Linked DNA regions of Sus scrofa: region 2 is linked to region 1. Evidence: chromatin contacts called from public HiChIP or PLAC-seq data. All regions are on one chromosome and are shown on one strand. The core of a region is the stretch at or near the end of the contact, and the rest is flanking DNA. Distances in the headings are between cores, read along the strand shown.

Evidence for each region. HiChIP or PLAC-seq counts read pairs in DNA pulled down with a chosen protein or histone mark.
Region 2: an H3K27ac HiChIP or PLAC-seq map of skeletal muscle shows a contact between it and region 1. The contact joins two enhancer-like sites. A contact is called at or near these places in 2 of 5 promoter capture datasets (fetal liver and liver), 22 of 47 Hi-C or Micro-C datasets (brain, embryonic fibroblasts, epiblast stem cells and 11 more) and 2 of 2 datasets of contacts at active chromatin or transcription factors (alveolar macrophages and skeletal muscle).

The regions. Positions count from the first base shown.
Region 1 is chr4:6,918,987-6,922,609 of Sscrofa11.1, reverse strand. No RefSeq gene overlaps it. Among named protein-coding and RNA genes, the nearest start is that of MIR30D, 28 kb to the left of the region's middle. Within about 2 kb of position 1,554, at least 77 of the 83 cell types and tissues checked have an H3K27ac peak or open chromatin away from gene starts, as enhancers often do. A contact at or near this core is called in fetal liver, liver, omental adipose tissue and 2 more, where this site is marked.
Region 2 is chr4:7,000,579-7,004,319 of Sscrofa11.1, reverse strand. ZFAT (zinc finger protein ZFAT) reads right to left here. Exons shown (of 19, transcript XM_021088873.1): 3 at 1,341-1,558. Among named protein-coding and RNA genes, the nearest start is that of ZFAT, 33 kb to the right of the region's middle. Within about 2 kb of position 1,344, at least 35 of the 83 cell types and tissues checked have an H3K27ac peak or open chromatin away from gene starts, as enhancers often do. A contact at or near this core is called in fetal liver, liver, omental adipose tissue and 2 more, where this site is marked.

The DNA of each region.
Region 1 (3,623 bases), core at 305-2,804:
CCCCTTACTCTTTACCAAAGACTCCAGACACTTCCTCCACTGTCACAATCCTGCACCTTTCACAACCGGAAGTTTTCTTGGATGAGATTTAACCTCTAAACACATCACCTTGGTATAATCTGTTTAAACTAGACATACTCAAAAAATTCCTTATCGTCTGAAACGACTATTATTTAAAATTTCCAAATAACTGTCAAATATAAAAAAGACATCTGTCAGAGCTAGCACCTGAGAAGTTAAAAGCGATTCAGTGGAGAGCAGTTCAACTATGGGTAATTCATTCTAACGTTTGCTAAACAGACTGCATGCATTATAACAGTGGAAAACGAAAGAGGGGGGAAAAAATCGGCAGAAGCACTGGTTATTCACAACCAGCGAGTCCTGGGCTGAGAGCAGTCTTCCAAGTTACTTCCAGAGAAGCTCCTGATTGGTGGGCGGCCCTGGGTCAATGTGATTACTTAACCCTGGCAGTTATAACTAAACTCCACTTTGACGGGCTCCAAAGCTTATTACAAAAAGACGACTGCTTGAGCATATCAAGTACCTCGGTGTCCTGCTTCTATTTTTCTCCCACAGAACCCGGAGCCTGACACCTGAAACTCATCAGACAAAAACATTACCTCGTTTCGGGGCTTTAGAGTTTTGTATTTATTACTCTGCAAGTCCACTGGGCATAGATTCAGTTGGGGGGTGGCGGTGTGAAAGATTAACCCATTTCCTGCATACACAGGGAAGAACTCATGACCATTCAAGCAGTTCCCTCTCTTCCAAGTAACTTTTTTTTTTTTTTAAATCATTTAGTCCAAAAATAACCATAAGCAACAAACATTAAACACTGGCATGGCAACGTTCGCACACCATGCCCTAGTGCTACCCACAGGCAGATGTGTTCAAGTCTGGGTCCCCCCAGGAGGGTCCTCTAGGTCCTTCTTCCTTTCGGGGGCCAGCCAGGCTTCCCCCGAGTTTTTCTGTAAAATCCGCCGCTTTCGCTGGCCCGGGCAAAAGCAGGGCGCCTAGTCCCCCGGGCAGAGTTTCTCCCAACTGCCCAGCAAGCACGTCGTGAGAGCTTCCAGCGGGCCCCCCGCGCGCACCTGGCCCGGCCCCCGCCCCCTCCCCGCGCTGTCCCAAGCCCCAGAGAGGGGCCCACCTGCCTCTCGTCGCCTGTCCCACGCCCGAGTCGCCCAGCCAACTCCTGCCTGGCGGCTGCACTCACGCCTGCCCCGAGCCCCCCACCACTGCGGGGACCGACCCTGAGGGGCAGGGGCGCCCAAAGGGGCCCCGGAACAGGCTGACCCCGCGACGCCCCCCAGAGGCCGGGTCCCGCGCGCCTGTCAGCGCCCCCGGAAGGGGTCAAGCAAGGGGCTGAGCTCGCCAGGTGCCCTCTCCGCTCCTGACACCCTCGCCCCGCCACCGCACTCACCTGGGGGGCTCTAGCCGAGGGGCCAGGCGAGGGGGTCTGGGGTCGCGCCAGGAGGCCGCCAGCCAGCCGCGGCCCCCACCCTCCCGCGCCCGCTCGGGCCGGCGCGCGCCCCGGGCCCGACGCGCGCCTGGAGCGCCGAGGGGGAGGGGGCGCGTGGACGCGCGAGCACCGGGGGGGAGGGGGCGCGGGAGGCGGGGGTAGGGGGCGCGACGAGAGCCGCGGCTCGGCAGCGGCGGCGGCGGCGGAGAGAAAGCGGCCTCAGCCCCGTCCGTCATGGCGCGCGGCGGCGGCGGCGGCGGCGGCGGCAGCGGCGTCGGCTCCCTCTGGCCTCCCGGCTCCCTCGCCTTTAGTTTGACCTTTCCCTCCAGTGTGTCTGAGGGAGAGCGGCGGTGCACGCGCGGGTGCATGTAGCTCTGTATGTGCGCGCGCGCGCGTGGGGAAGGGGCTGGGTTCGCTCGCCGACGCCTGACGTCACTGCCATGGCAACGGGAGCCCCGCCCTTCGCCCCCCGCTTCCTGCCCCTCCTTCTGTGCACGTTCTGGGGCCTCACGTGCTCACCCACACGCACGCACGCACGCACGCTCGGAGCGCGCGCACCCAGAGCGTTACGTGGGGGGGGGAGGGTGGAGGGATCGTCTGGGTCTCCTTGTCGCCTCCCTGAGATCGACCAATCCAGTGAGGAGAAGCGGTGGGCGGGGCGGGCTCGGCTGCCAGAGTGGCGTGAAAAATTTCCCAAGGCAGAGCGAAAATTCTTCCTGACCAATTGAGCGTGCGCAGAGCGAAAAGGGGCGCGTTGCTTGGGAGTTTCGGTGGGAGGAAAGGGGGCGATTCGGTTTTCGAGAGAAGGGAGTCCTGGCCAGTGGTAAAGGGAGGTTAACTGGTATACGAACTGGGATTGCGTGGTGATAGAGTCAGGGAACCCCGGATTGCAGTCTGGCTCAGCCTATTTGCTGTGTGACCTTCGATGAGTTACTTAAACACTCTGAATATCTTGGGTAAAATGGGGCTAGCAAAATCTACCATGGTGGTTGTGAGAATTAAAAGAGAATGTGAAAACCACTTCACCTGACATAGACCCTAGATATTAATACGGAGCCCACAACCTCCATATTTTACAAACGGGGACACAGGACGCAGGGAGATTGAGATTAAGTGATATGCTCAATGTCAGGTAATGGTGAAGACCCAGACTCTTTCCTACATAGCCTTCCTTTAGAGGGGGAAAAACACCACAGAAGAACGTGTAAAGAGCTTCTTTTGTTCTCCGTGGATCTGTTTTTAATCCACACCACCCCCTTCCCATCTCCCAAAAGGTTTAGAACTCTGGACGTAGGGGCTGGACTGCCTTGGTGCAGTTTTGGATGGCAGTTGTTTGGTTCTCAGTTTGACCCCGAACAGCCAACGGAATGGTGCTTTCCTTAGCTCCCTTGGGGAGCCTAAGTTTCTTCTAAGGTTTTGGTGAAAGTGTAAACAGTACCAAGGAGCTCCAGGTCCTCCACAATTTCTAGCTACCTGAGGAAAGATTAACTCCGTTAACCAACATTTACTCAGCGTCCACAGCCCACAAAAGGCTCAGCTGTGCAGGCACCTTAAGTTTCGGACCCACTGTTCACCTCATCATTCCTTAAACTTGTGCTTCTAGTCCTTTCCTCTGACTTAGCACTTAATCACTTACTGCCTCATGTTAGTTCTAAAAGTATGTAGTACTATTTAACTTTAGATTTGCTGTTTACTTTTTAAAAGTATATGTCCGTCTCCTTCCTTGTCTTATAGCCCCTCCTCCCACCACTTTCTTTCCAGGAATTAATTCCCTTAAGCCTTTCAAGTTCTAACTAAAATGTAATCTCTTCCGAGAAGTCTTGCTGGACCTACTCAGAACTAATCAGTCCCTTTTCCCCAGCACTGGGTACACAGCTGGCTTCTGACGCTGTTGTATACTTTGTGTTGGGTCGTTTATGCACTTCACCTAGAGAAAACTTCTCTGGACATCCATGTATGGTTTGACTCTTCCTATCCCCTGCTCCCATGGCATCTTGTGGTGTAATATATCACTTCACACCCATTCCTTTAAGTCTTGATTTATTTGCCTTCTGCATCAGATGTAAAACTCTCTAATGGCAGGAAACATGTTTAGTTCCACTTTGCATTTCCAGCATCAACCTCAGTACCACAACTCCAGAACAACTAGCTATTGAACAGCTGA
Region 2 (3,741 bases), core at 95-2,594, 82 kb before region 1:
CGTGGCGCAGTGGTTAACGAATCCGACTAGCAACCATGAGGTTGCGGGTTCGGTCCCTGCCCTTGCTCAGTGGGTTAACGATCCGGCGTTGCCGTGAGCTGTGGTGTAGATTGCAGACGCGGCTCGGATCCTGCGTTGCTGTGGCTCTGGCGTAGGCCGGTGGCTACAGCTCCGATTCAACCCCTAGCCTGGGAACCTCCCCATATGCCGCGGGAGCGGCCCAAGAAATAGCAACAACAACAACAACAACAACAACAAAAAGACAAAAGACAAAAGACAAAAAAAAAAAAAAAAAAAAAAAAAGCATGTAGGCTTAATAAACATTTGGTCTGTGAGATGCACTAGGAAAATGAGACCCCTGCAGAAAACCTTTCAGAGAGCTCACTCTTGTTATAAATGCGAGAAAGGCAGGTGGGGCCCCAGGGGCAGCTTCCTGCCTCTGGAGGCTCTTCAGAGACTCTGCCACGAAGCTGCTTTCCATGTCCAGGCCCCAGACGTGGAGTCTCTGCCCAGCCAAGAGCATGCTCTGTGTCTGCTCTGAGTTGCCCCCATATCACACCGCTCCCTGCACTTCAGGCTGCTCTCAAGTGCCCTTGTGATTAGCCTTTACTCTTAGGAAAGAAGTTTTCATGAACTTGCTGCTTCGCTAGGGTGTCTGTCTGCTACACGTACCCTGTATCTATCAGCTACTTTCTTTCTGTAGCTTGTCTATATAATAAATGCATATAGACACCCACATAGATACACATATACACAGATACTCAGCCACAGCATCCTAGAAACATTTATAAAGAAACCATTATATGCCAGACCCCGCGAAGGAAGCTGGTCCTTGTCCTCAGGAAGCTCATCCTATCAACGGAAAGATAATCATGTGAGAAAAATAACTACCGTCGGAGGTCCACACGTACTGCGTGGGAAGCACAGGAAGAGAGGGGCGGGCCTGGGGCCAGGAGAGCACAGGAGGGAGCAGCTAAACCCTCCCCCAGAACTAGGGCAACAGCTCAGAGGTGAAACCTGAACCAGTCTGGAAGAACAAGTGGGTATTTGACCAGAGGGGCGGGGCATTGCTGACAGAGGGCACCACCTGGGCAAAGGTGTTGTTGGGGCTGGGGGAGAAGCTGGTGGCTCTGGGAGCTGGCAGGCAGCGATTGCCTGGGCAGAGAGACATTTTCCATCTGAGAAAGGGCTGAACTTGGGCAGCCGCTTAGTCCGGGGCATTAGGGTTGGTGGGAGGGAAGCTGAAACTTAATCCTCTTATCAGATCAGCATAGCCCAGTCCTGCCTCCCTCCCCGCTCCTGTCAGCAACTCAGCACAGGGTGGGGGGGACCACACCCACCATTTGTCCTGCGCTGGAGGGAGCTGGCAGAAGTGAAGTCACATGGGTACAAGTGTGTGCTTGTCACCTGTTCCTACTCCATGATTTATTAGGGTCGGCTGTCCGATTTGTGCCTCTTCCTAGATAAACTTCAGCGTCATCGTCCCGTGTCAGGGCTGGAAGGAGTTGGGAGCAGTTTTCATCCCAGTCCATGGCTTTGGGGAGGGTAAATGAACATCCTGAAATTATACAAAATTGTGTTAGCACGACACGTTTTTCCTCGGGGAAGGTCTTCAGCTTTTATCAGGGCCTTAAAGGGGCCTGAGACCTTTGCATTGGGAGGAACAACCACATAAAACCTCCTGAGAGCCATGAACGCGTTTCCCCAAGCACAGAATTACAGTGAGAAGCAGCACCGAGACCAGCGAGGGCCTTGGACAGTCAGTGGATCTGACTCTATGTCCAATCAAAGAAATATGTATTCCAAAAAAAACCCACTAAATTCAAAATAAAACAAACATGGTGATCTTTGACAATGCTTGAGGACGTTAGTGTAACCATCAGAATAGCAGGACTACGTGGTTTTTCCATTAGCATTTCTGTTTCCATGTTTTATTATCTTTACACTTTTTTAGGGCTGGACTCATGGCATATGGAGGTTCCCCGGCTAGGGGTTGAATTGGAGCTGCAGCTGCCAGCCTCCACCACAGCCACAGCAATGCTGTATCTGAGCTGTGTCTTTGACCTACACCACAGCTCACGGCAACACCGGATCCTTAACCCCCTGAGCGAGGCCAGGGATAGAACTCACATCCTCATGGATACTAGTTGGGTCCATTGCCGCTGAACCACAATGGGAGCTCCTATCTTTTTACTCCTTAAGGGGTTTCCTCTGGGCCCCTAATCTGCAAATGAAATATTGAGGGAGCAGAGCAACCTGAGGGGAGTGGGGTTTTGTTTGTTCGTTTGCTATAAAATAAATCAATAAATCCCTCAGGAAGCCTGTAACAGAGATTAAATGCATGACATGTCACGCCATCACCATTAAAGTAAAGCTGATCTCATGATCCCAAGGGAGTAAAACATGTTTTTCACTGGGTTCAGGGTTAGGCAAAATAAAACATGAGTCAGAATTTTTAAAAAGTAAAAATAACAACAAAATGTTACGGATGCCAACGGCAAGTCTGTCCCGGATATGTGCACTTGAGAACCTTCTTAGAAGGCAGAGCATCGGCCTCAGGAGGTATGCAGAGACGGCTAAGGGCCAGCCTCCAGGCTGAGTCAGAAACCAGCATCTCAGGCAGCTCAGAAGCAGGCTGGGGAGCAGGGACCAGGGCTCTGCTGGCCCCCGATGTCAGAACTCAAGTTCATTCACAGGGTCACGGAGGGGAGAGAGAAGACCGTGACCCTCAAATCCTATCCTAGGAATTGTCTACAAGATCAGTGAGTGGGTTTCAATCTTGCTCTATTTAAAAAAATTTTGTAAATATTCAATTAAATTTATTTATTTATTTATTTTTGGCCGCCCTGTGGCATATGGAGTTCCCAGGCCAGGGATCAGATCTGAGCCACAGTTGGGACCTAAGCTGCAGCTGCAGCAATGCGGGCTATTTAACTCACTGCGCTGGGCCAGGGATCAAACCTGCGTCCCAGCGCTCCCAAGATGCCACTGATCATTGCGCCATAGCCGGAACGCCTACCCTGCTTACTTTACATCTTGCCAATTATTCCAAGCAAAGAATGCAATTCCTTCAGGATAAAGACAAAAAAAAACAAACAAACCCAAAACAACCAACCCAGTGTTTGGTGCAAGGAAATCACTCTGCATTGTGTGGCTGTTCGGGTCTCTTGGTCGACCTGTTACTGTCAATCCCGGTTCATTCGCCCCCACGACAGACCAAGGCTCAGGGTCATCTTGCATGATCATCATTCCTCCAGTCTAGTGCTGCTTTTCTCTCAGTTTCCTATCAACATAGCCAACGAAAGCATCTCACGAGCATCAGTAAGGAACACAAACAGGTGAGACTCAAATTTCCCTCAATACTGCACCCGCTCAGCCTCCTTCACCAAGTCCCCGAGGTGCTGAAATCAGGCAGCTCTAAATAGGGATGCTGAGCTGCCGTCCTCAAAAGCTACTGGGCCCTTCTGAATTTCTGCCTCATCTCTAAAATGAGATTAATAATGGCTACCTTGGGAGGAGCTGGTGAGACTGGCTTTTCATTTGGTCGTTAATGCATTCATGCATTCAGATATCTGAGCACCAGCTCTGGGCCGAAGAAGGAGTGGGCTGAGCCATCCCAGACACTCTTCCCTCTTCTCAGGGAATTTAGACTCTAAAAGGGGAAGTCGTCCTGCCCGCAAATGATCCCAATAAACCGTGTCCACGCTGAAGCTGGAAGAATTGCCAAGAGGAGAGGGGCAG